2 separate regions of the Mus musculus genome follow, and region 2 is linked to region 1. Evidence: chromatin contacts called from public HiChIP or PLAC-seq data. All regions are on one chromosome and are shown on one strand. The core of a region is the stretch at or near the end of the contact, and the rest is flanking DNA. Distances in the headings are between cores, read along the strand shown.

The links. HiChIP or PLAC-seq counts read pairs in DNA pulled down with a chosen protein or histone mark.
Region 2: a contact with region 1 is called in an H3K4me3 HiChIP or PLAC-seq map of bone marrow-derived macrophages, with 4 times the contacts expected there. The contact joins the enhancer-like site here to the promoter of Mdfic in region 1. A contact is called at or near these places in 1 of 15 datasets of contacts at CTCF or cohesin (the NIH/3T3 cell line), 8 of 484 Hi-C or Micro-C datasets (B cells, bone marrow-derived dendritic cells, bone marrow-derived macrophages and 4 more), 3 of 115 datasets of contacts at active chromatin or transcription factors (bone marrow-derived dendritic cells, bone marrow-derived macrophages and microglia) and 3 of 9 other capture datasets (adipose tissue, liver and pancreatic islet).

Annotation. Positions count from the first base shown.
Region 1 is chr6:15,717,461-15,722,778 of GRCm38.p6, reverse strand. Mdfic (MyoD family inhibitor domain containing) reads right to left here and starts at 2,118. Exons shown (of 5, transcript NM_175088.5): 1 at 1,816-2,118; 2 at 1,415-1,592. The coding sequence starts at 1,508.
Region 2 is chr6:15,837,799-15,842,974 of GRCm38.p6, reverse strand. No RefSeq gene overlaps it. Among named protein-coding and RNA genes, the nearest start is that of Mdfic, 120 kb to the right of the region's middle. Within about 2 kb of position 1,259, at least 73 of the 459 cell types and tissues checked have an H3K27ac peak or open chromatin away from gene starts, as enhancers often do. A contact at or near this core is called in B cells, adipose tissue, bone marrow-derived dendritic cells and 4 more, where this site is marked.

The DNA of each region.
Region 1 (5,318 bases), core at 869-3,368:
TTTTTTTTTGGTTTTTTTTTTTTTTTTTTTTTTTTTTTTTTTTGGTTTTTCGAGACAGGGTTTCTCTGTATAGCCCTGGCTGTCCTGGAACTCACTTTGTAGACCAGGCTGGCCTCGAACTCAGAAATCCGCCTGCCTCTGCCTCCCAAGTGCTGGGATTAAAGGCGTGCACAACCACACCCGGCCCAATAGTTTTACCTGGAGTGTTTGCAGTTGATTTTTGGCGTAAGCATTGTTTACCAGGAGTGATTAATGACTGAAGTGGGAGTATAAAGAGCCTATCGACGAGTGGCTATGACTGTGGAGGGTGGGCGGGCATGGCTAATGGCAGGGAGATGACAATGTTGACAATGCAGTGTGTGTAAGACGGGCTGCTTCTGAGAAAACGTGTTTATCAATCTGGTTCTTCTCTACAGCTAATCACTTGGATTCTCTCTGTTTAGGAAAAGAAATGAGTCACTCTTCTAAATCGAAATGATAAACATAACATTTCAATTTACGCTTGGATGTTTTCTGCTACTATCTACTCTGGTTAGAACAGCAACTCCTTTCCTCCCCCCCCTCCCCACCCCCCACCCCCCGAATTAAAAAGAGAAGAAAGAAACTTAAGGCAGTATATATTTGGGTACTGGGAGACAAGATTTTAGACATGCTTAAAATCAAGAGTTTTGGAGAGCTGGAAAGTTATCTGGTGTCTGCCAGTCAGAACTGTCCTCATTGGAATTGTCCTTACTGGAAAAGGGAAGAGAAATGGTGAGAGTCTGGTTCTGCCACCAAAGAGCACCTGAAGTCTATTACCTTCAAAGAATTTTAAAATGTGGTTATGGAAGCTTCCCAGAAGCAAACGATTTTGTTTTCCCTTTGGAAGAACTCAAAAGAGTTAATTCATTCTTGGAACGTGTTTATTCCAAAACAAACGTTATTGAAAACATATGCACGAGCCATTCCAAAAGAAACTGGTCTCAGAAACCTGGATGCTTAACCTGGGGGTCAGAGTACCCCACAAGAACCAGAAAGATGAGGAGAGCCCACGCTAGCTCAGAGAGCAGAGACTGCCCTGCATGAGAAAAGAACATAAGAACTTAAGAGTACTAGACAAGGGTTGGAGACTTCACACCCCTCCTGAGTCCCAGGCCAAGAAGTGCTTAGGCAGAAGGTAGAAGCCATCTAGTCAACCAGTTTCTAGCAAGAAAAGGGAATAGAGGGGCCAGGGATCCCGCCCTCCTATCCGGTTGTTGATCTGGGGCAGTGATCCTCTGGCAGACTTGTTTAAGTAACATAAGTGTGCAAAAGTTCACAATTCCGAAGTTGAAGCCCATCCTCGCAGTTCCCCACTCCCACCACCACCACCACCCATCCCTAAGTGTGCAAGCACGTCCCAGAAACTCGCAACTCGCAAGTACTTGTTACTCACCGTGGGCCGGGGAGCCCAGCCGGCCGCCGCCCGCCTCGACCGGGCACTGCTGCTCCGCGGGCCCGGGAGCGAGGGCTTCACCCGCGCAGGACATGGGCCACGCTCCGAGCCAGAGCCGTCCCCGCGGGGTGCACGGACCCCAGCTGCTTAGGTGCTGGGTGCAGGAAACGGCCTGCCTCTGGCGGGAAAAGCAAAAGGGACAGCAGGATCAACTGTTTTTAGAGCACAGCACGCCGCAATGCCTGGGCCATTCCCTCCCCCTCCGCGTCCCTCCTCCAACTCCACCCCAGGGAAGTTAGGATTTGAAAGCAGCCTGGGGGGACGCTGCGAACGGGACGCGCGCGCTGGGAGGGGACGCGCGGGGACTCGGCGGCAGAGCGACCTAAGGGACCTCCACCTACCTTGGCATCCCCCCCGTGGGCTGTTCCGGGTCCCTTCCTCCCGCCACCGGTAGTCAGCGAGGCTCTGGCCGCGGCCCCATCACGCCCTGGCAGCCTGACCACGTCCCTCCGGCCCCGGGAGTGGCAGCGACAGTGGCAGCCGCCCGCGCTGACTCCGCGCACTCCGTCCCTTCCCTCCGGGCAGCCCCTCTCCTCCGGGAAGGACTTTAGGATCCACTTGTGCGTCTCTTTCACCCTCGCGCTGCCACTCCTACACTCTTCAAACACTTCTCTCTCTGTGGCTCCCTTTCATCATATCCGGATTGGGGTGGCCTCGAACTCTTGGCAGACAGCCCCGAGGTTGGGGGCGGCGCGACCTAGGTTTGGCCCTGAGCTCCCTTGCGAGGGAGCTGTCTGGGTCAGGAGGCCAGAGCTGGACAGGCCAGATGCAGGCTCCCTAGCCCAGGCCCACCAAGGTTAGGGAAAACAGGGAGGGAGCTAACCTTGGCAGCTCAAACATCTTCAACCTTTCTGGGAAAGTCCCCCTCAAACCACTTTCAATCCTGCCCTTCGATAGACTATTAAATAATCTTGAGGAATGCCCCAGGGAAGCGACCTTTGAAAACAGGGAAGGGTGTGTGTGTGTGTGTGTGTGTGTGTGTGTGTGTGTGTGTGTGTGTGTGATGAATGTACATGTGTGTTCAAACACACACACTGACTTTCCTGGTACTATGAAGACATAAATGTGTATTTAAAACCTTGTTCACAGGTCCCAAGTACTTGTCTAATCTCTTCATCTTTTTCTTTTTTATTACTTTACTTCTGTCAGACAGGATTCCTGATCTGGTTAAACCAGTTGCACAGAGCCACCCAGGAGTGCAAGGTGAACATTCTTGAGCACATCTGTCCTACCCCAGGCTGAGTGCCTCTCTGACCGTGTGACGTCTGCGGGAAGCTAAACTGTGCTCAGACGTAAAAGGTTCATTGTCGGTGGCTTTTTAAATGAAATGTTCTGACTGTGGCAGACTCTAAAGGGCCAAGAGCAAGTGTAACGGGCTGTTAAGAACTTTTATACATCTGGTTAATTTTTGTTCTTTGTTTGAGTGAAATGCAGAGTTCAGTGGAGGTGCATATCAAAACTGAAGAAACTTAATGGTTTCTCCTTCTCACTCACCCCCATCATTACTAATAATACATCAGGAATGTTTATCTTCAAAAAGTGACCATTCAAGTTCTTTTCAACTGACGGAAAAGGTCTATTTCTTACCTCTAAAGAAACAAGAACTTGATTTCAACTACTCCGAGAAATCAATCTTCAAAGGTTCTGAAGGCAGGTATTTGGATTCCATAGAAAATGGCATTTTTCTCGGTGACCTATAGCTAATAGATATGGCCCCGTTTTTAAATAAAATTTGTAGATTCATAGATGACATTGTAAAAAGTGCCTTAAGTCTCTTAAGAACGTGTCAAGAGTCTGGACTACATAGAACCTACTGTTGTGATCATAAAAAGAGAAAGAGCTATAAAGATATGTTCTAGCTGGTGGGGTGTGGGGAAGGGGGTGTCTTGGTGGGGCCCATGTCAAGCCATCCCTTCTTCCTGAGGGACCAGTCACAGGACTGTATAGTATAGAATAGAGTTTATTCAGGGCAGGGGGAGGGGAGTTAAGAGAATAGTAGAGGCAGAGAAAGGCAGAGAGAAGGAGAGAGTAGAGAAGTAGAGACCACATGGAGAGAGAGGGGAAAGGAATGGGGGTGGGGGAGCAAGGGAGCAATGAGCAAGAGAGGCAAGAGCACAAGAGAGGGAGGAGGAGACAATCAGCCCCTTTTATAGTGGGTCAGGCCTACCTGGCTAATGCCAGGTAACTGTGGGGGTGGAGTCCAGACAGAATACCAACACCTACCTCTTGGGACCAGGTCAGTTGTGGGGAAGGCTTGTCAGCATTAAAGAACACACAGGAAACTTGTGCTCTACAAAGCACAGCCTTTGCTTACAAGAGTCAGTGAGAAAGTTCTGCAAAGTTCTTCTTTGTCCCCTTACTGTTTATCTCCTTGTTCAGTTTGTTCATTCTGTCACAAGCACATGGTACCCTTGTGGAGGTCAGAGGATGGCCTCCAGTCCTTACCTTTCACCTTGTTTGAACAGGGTGCCCTTATTGTCCCTAGCTACACACACCAGGATAGCATGCAGACTTCTGAATTTACAGCTATTTACATGTCTCTAACACCCATCTCCCTGTAGGAACACCAGAATTATAAGGCTACACTTCTATCTCTCCCAACACACCTTCTCAGGCTTGCACACAAGCCATTCTCCCACAGAGCCATCTCCCCCAATAAATGTTTTTTCATCGAATTGCACACCATATTTCACTTTTACACATGACATAAGATACCTAACTTTTCTGATAAGATGAGCATAAAACATCCTCTTTCACTATGGTATGAATGTTGGACAGCCAGCCAGTTTCCCAAATGGGTGGAGTTCTGCAGGAGTGAGGGGTGGAGAGTGAGGTCAGGGAACTGGGATAAAGGAGAGAGACCTTCTCTGAGAATCTTAGTGTTACAGATCATTTGGGCAAAGGCCTTCTCTGAGTATCTTCAATGAAACAGCTCTTTTGCCAATCTTAGCTTGGGTGAATACCTCTATTGGGGTGGACCAAGGGTATATATGAACTTTGGAGAGTGGTAAGGCACTTTCCTGGTAAGTGAAAATCATTGGCTAAAGTTTTAAAGTTCTGTGAATAGCTCATTTCCATGGAGAGACATTCCAGGAATCCCCAGGTACTTGCTCGGTGGATTCTTATTGGGAAAAGAGCAAGAGGAAAAGAGGAAACTGAACTTGTAGGTCTGCCAAGGACTACTGGACGTTCCTTCCCCTAGGTAGAAGTTGTGGGGAATCAGGCTTCCCAGACAAGGTCAGAGAATTGGGAGTCCTCCATTTTGTGCTGAGCTCAGAGAAGCTATCTGGTCATAGTAGATAGACTTCAGCCTTAAACAGCAGGGTTTCTCCATATTCCACTGTTCCTTGGATTAAGTATAAGCGTCTTGCTCTAGCAAGGGAAGGAATAAAATTCAAGTAAAAATATTAGGAACCAACCAGGACACTGTGTTGTAGAGTCACCAAGTTGGTCAAAAGCTGCATCTTGCTCCCTGTTGACTTGGAGTACGTGAGTCAAATGCTCTGCGCTGCGGTTGCCTCACAAAGGGAAGACGAGTGAGCTTCTCTATGAGGACTTAATAAGGTTATATCCCGATAGCATTTGGAAAAGTGCCACGTGTGTGAGAAATGCTCCAAATCATTGACTATTGCTCTCCCGAAAGCGTAGGGTTATGAGTACCAGAGAGTAGGATGAGGGAGAGCATGGAGAGGGAGTGGCTAGTGGCTATAGAAGTGTATCTAGATGGGAGGAGTAACTTTAAAACCTGTAAATCTCACTACAGCAAATAGGGCCGACAACAGTCTCTTATAGGTGGGAAAGAGCAGATACAGAGGTTTTTCCAAAGGAAAGGAATGAAAATGCA
Region 2 (5,176 bases), core at 10-2,509, 120 kb before region 1:
GTTTGGTCCGGTTTGGTTTTTCCACAATAGAAGAGAGATTTTCAAGTGAGACTAATAGGTAAAATCAGCATACCCAGTTTCTTCACTGAAAAAATGCAATATGAATGAAGGACAGATTATTTATGGAGAAACACATTGTGTTGTGTCTTAGTTAGGGTTTTACTGCTATGAACGGACACCATGACCAAGGCAAGTCTTATAAAAAAAAATTTAATTGGGGCTGGCTTACAGGTTCAGAGATTCAGTCCATTATCATCAATGAGGGAGCATGGCAGCATCCAGGCAGGCATGGCGCAGGTAGAGCTGAGAGTTCTACATCTTCATCCAAAGGCTGCTAGTGGAAGACTGAGTTCCAGGTACCTAGGGTGAGAGTATTAAGCCCACACCCACAGTGACACACTACTCCAACCAGGTCACACCTATTCCAACAAGGTCACACCTCCAAATGGTGACACTCCCTGGTCCAAGAATATACAAACCATCACAAGTTGTATCATGTTCGGTCTTCTAAACTAGTGTTCTGTTCTGCTATATTTGTCTGTGCTTGTAATGACACACCTTTAACTCATAGGTGCTAAGCACTCTGTAGCTGTTCTACAGAAAATAAAAAATCCTTTAATATTTAAATTGGCTGGAGCTAGAGAGATGGCTCAGTGGTTAAGGTACCAGAGTTCAATTCCCAGCCACCACATGGTGGATCATAACCATCTGTAATAGGATCCGATGCCCTCTTCTGGTGTGTCTGAGGAGAGTGACAGTGCACAGTGTACTCTCATATATAAAATAAATTTAAAAAATTAAAAAAAAAAGAGTAGCCACCATTAGCTGAGAATAGACACAATGGACTGAAGTCATTAGTAATTACTTTAGGCAGCCACTGACTGATGCAACAGCGTTGCTCTCTGTACGTCCAGAGCAGCTTGTGTTGTCATGAGAATAAGCACCAGGAAAGGCAGAATGCCAGGTGCTTTCTGAGTAACTCTCATGTGGCTCTCATGGGACTTTTTTAAAAAACTCATTTCTCTTTAAACTATATCGGCAAAAGCCATCAATTCATCAGAGTTGGACTTCTGTATCCTCAAAGCTTGTAATGCCAACATTTCCATCTTCTAAATGTAAGTAATTTTACAAGTGTTTGTTCCAATGTAGTCAAGAAAAAAAAAAAAAAAAAAAAAAAGCCTGTTGGCCACAGCTGGCATTGATGGTGAGTAAATGGGGAAGTCCAAAGATGAAAAACCTTTCACTTCCCCATACAGTCTGACAAGAGCATAAAGGAGGTTAATTTGCAAAGCAGCATGACATTGACCCTAATGGTGCTTCAGTGCATTAATCTTATGCCTAAGTGGCAGACTGGGAAAACCTTGTCTCCTGCACCTCAGAAGAGCAGTACAGACACAAACATGAAGCAAACTTCTGAAACCGCATCTAGTGATCTATGGGGCTGTTAAGAACAGATCTGATCAAACCGGACATTCTGGGTTCAAGTCCTGGCCCTCCTGTAAAGTGAATCTGTACTCTTGTGTAGTTTCTTCTTTCTAAACACCACTTTCTGCCTGTGTAGACTGGTCTATTGTTGAACCTCCCTCTCGGTCTCAGGAACTTATTAGGAAGGTTGAATGATTCAGGTATCCAGAGCTCTTTCAAACGTGGTTGCGGTAAAATAAGGACTGTACTTTTGCATTTCTATTTCCTATTCATCTTTGTATCATTCTTTTGTGTTTAAGTAGAGTCTCTAAACATAGTTCAAGCTGACCTGGAAATTAGAATTCTCCTGCCTCAGTTTCTGGAGTGTCAGGATTCTGTATGGATCACCGTGCCCAGCAAACATTTCATTTATAGTAAGATTACCATTTTGGACCATTAAGCTACAATCCATATTGTCTGGATATTAACAAGAGGGAAGCCTAGACCATGAAGGAGATCTGAACCAAAATAGCAAATCCATTCCAGGACTTCTGTCAACACAGTTGTACCTTTGTCTTCAGAGAAATGTGTCAGAAAGAGCAGGGGCAGTAGTTCATTGCTTTCTCATTATCTATGGGCTCGTAGCTTCTTATCCCACATAGCTAGAGTGGTGAACCCAAAGTCCTGAGTGACCAATCAGGTTGAGTAGGCAAGCATAGCTTCCTGATCCAAACAGGATCAGTGTACATTTATATGGGGTTCTCAGATTACCTATCCCAAGGCTGACCTCTTCTAATTTCTTGTTTCCTAAGACCCAAAACTCTTCCGCTTTCTTTCCTCACTCATCATCCTTCACTCTGCACTCTAGCTTCGAAGTGGCAGAGCCAATCTGGAAAACATGTCTGGTTTACTTGCACAGTGCATTGAACAATTTGCCTAGGATTGTTATAGTTCTGATGACCATGCAATTCTGCAATGGCATCCATGACTCTGCTAAGAAAATATACAAGAAGAATGCAGTGGAGTTTTGTAAACTTCTCTCTATAGACATTCTTGTCTGTTCCAAAAATAGGGGACTCTAATGAACTTTAAAATCTACATGTCATGTTTAGTCCTCAAAATCAAATCAAGCAAGGTAGCCAAAGGATTAAAAGGGTTGACGCATTACCAGTAAGGTGTTAAGTTCTATACATAACAATTGCTGCTTTATCATCATCTTCTTCGTCATCATGATTCAAAAGAGCTAGAAGAACAAAGGCATTTTCTGCCAAGAATTTTTCAATAACCTTAAAGGAATCTTGTCTTCAGACGAGTTTGATACACTATAATCTTGACATACACCGTTGGAACTCATGGTGAATGGAAGAACTTCAGCAAAGTTTTCCTGCTTGTGTGAAAAGAAGAAAGAAAAAAAAACCATCACCACCTGCTCTGTCCTGAGTCTCTCAGATTCCTTTCTACGTTTCCTTTGATTGTTTGCTTTCTCCTTGGCTCAAGAAATTCCTCATTGGCAGCCTCTCACAGCTCCAGACTGACTTGGCACAGAATCTTGCCCCATACTTCTCAGTTTATTCTATTTTGACTTGGTAACAAATATTTCAAGTGTCCATTTCAGGAATAGTTTCCAAAGCATGCACTACCTTAACTCCGTGGGTTGTCTCCAGCCTTGCCTCTTGCAGTTCACAATGATCCTTAAAAGTCTACAGCTTATCCATTAAAACAGCTGTAGGAAAACCTAGCTGTACCTCTGTGCAGCTGCTACACCACCCACTGGAGCAAGGATCGATCACCAGCATAAGGATGGCGAAAGATGTACTGACTGAGAGTAATGGAGCCGACTCTTACCAATCCTCCAACTGGTTTGCATATTTCCATTAGAGTCTATTGCCCAGTATGACAAGGACATTATTTGAGTCTAATCATTGTTTGTTGTTCTCAGGTAGTTCCCAAAATGTACTATTTTTAACAACTTCTTCAAAATCTGGGTCCATCGAGTGAAAAACACATATACACAGAGTGAAAGAGAGAGAGGGAGGGAGAGAGAGAGAGAGAGAGAGAGAGAGAGAGAGAGAGAGAGAGAGAGAGAGAGAATACTTTGTCAGGGCTTTACACTCTGATATAATACATACCAATACAGCAGTAACAGACCCTTGAGTTATATATACTACTCTCTAGAGATATTCACTACATTTTTTATTGTTCTAGACTGAGACCAGAATCAACTAATGTGAAAACAATAACTCCTGAATTAAGGTAGCAAACTTGTTGGCAGTGGGTACATGAACAGACCATTACTAGATGCTTGATGCCATGAGTAGATAAAAATGCTGCTTTTCTGTATACATACAAATCCACAATAAAGTGTTTGTATGTGTGCATGCATGTGTGTGTGTCTCTTGCACTTATTAACTAAAAGAAATTGTGTCTTCTAGAAATGTCAGAAACTAACCCATTAATTCTCCCCAACATGGCTTCCTAAACATAACCTGAACAAGAATGGCTACAGTGGACATGCAAGTGGGAAAGCTCCTGAGACCTCAACCCCGGACAAACAACTACAGGATGCTGAAGGATGCTGAGAGTGGGAGGAATAGCCAATACCAAATGGTCACGCCTGGACACATATACATACAAGTGAAGTTTAATTTATATATTTAGAATAGTAACAAGTTAAACACCATAATTAGTAGTAAAACAATGATTACAACCATGTGTTACAATAAAAGTTATGTTAATGCATTTGAGATGTGATATAATACAATGTAGCAATTGTTGATAACTGAAATATAGGAGAGAAGGCAAAGGTAAGGGAAAATTACTGTGTTTTCTCCTACCTACTGTAAGTGTTTTGTGTTATTTAAATTGTTTGTCCACAGATTTTGTTTAGTCATTTTATAATCTTTTTGTTAACTCATGTATTACCTCCTGATTTTTAAAGTTCTTTAAAAGTTCATAAACTTTGAGCTTTAAATTCAGGATTTAAGTTTATAGTAAGTGCTGTTGATATCAGTTTAAAAATTAACCAAGCCGATCTCCCTCGTGTTGCATTTACAGATGAGGAAATGGGGTTTGGTTGTGTTATTTGATGTAGCATAGACAATGCTTTTGTTTAATGGAAAAAAAAAAAAAGAACAGAAATGAGTACTTAGCCTCCTCACTCTCTTGTATGAGAAGTTGATTCTTCTTGTATGTTAAAAATGTGGTTCTTAGCCCTAAGTGCACACTTGCACTACCACGGAAATTTTATGAAGTCCCAATACTCAGGTCACAATGCTTCATCAATTATTCAGAATCAGTATACTTGGAATTATCTAGTATATTCTTAAGTGCACAAAAATGAGGACACAGTGTAGTCTGTTCATGCATATATGAAATACAGGTGTGTAAGAGAAGGTCCAAAACTTGAGCTTTATTTTAGGAGCAGATGAAGAATCGAGCCACATTTTAGATGGCTTGTGTGGAAGTAGGTTGGTTTTATGCAAAGAATGAAAGACTACTTGCTTGTATATCATGAAATAAGAGACAACAAAGACCCGGATTCAGGTGGCAGCTGTGACGCTGTCTGGAGAACATGGAGAATGTCTGAGATGCTTAGGGAAACAATTCTACAAGGCTGGAAAACTAACTGTATATAACAGCTATTGAGGGAGAAAATTTCCACAGCCTTGACAGTTGTTCCTAGCCCAATTCTTGGAGTAATTTGTTACCCACATGTGGTAAATTAACACTTTGAATGACAGTGTACCAATTTGCAAATTACTTTTCTCGTGGA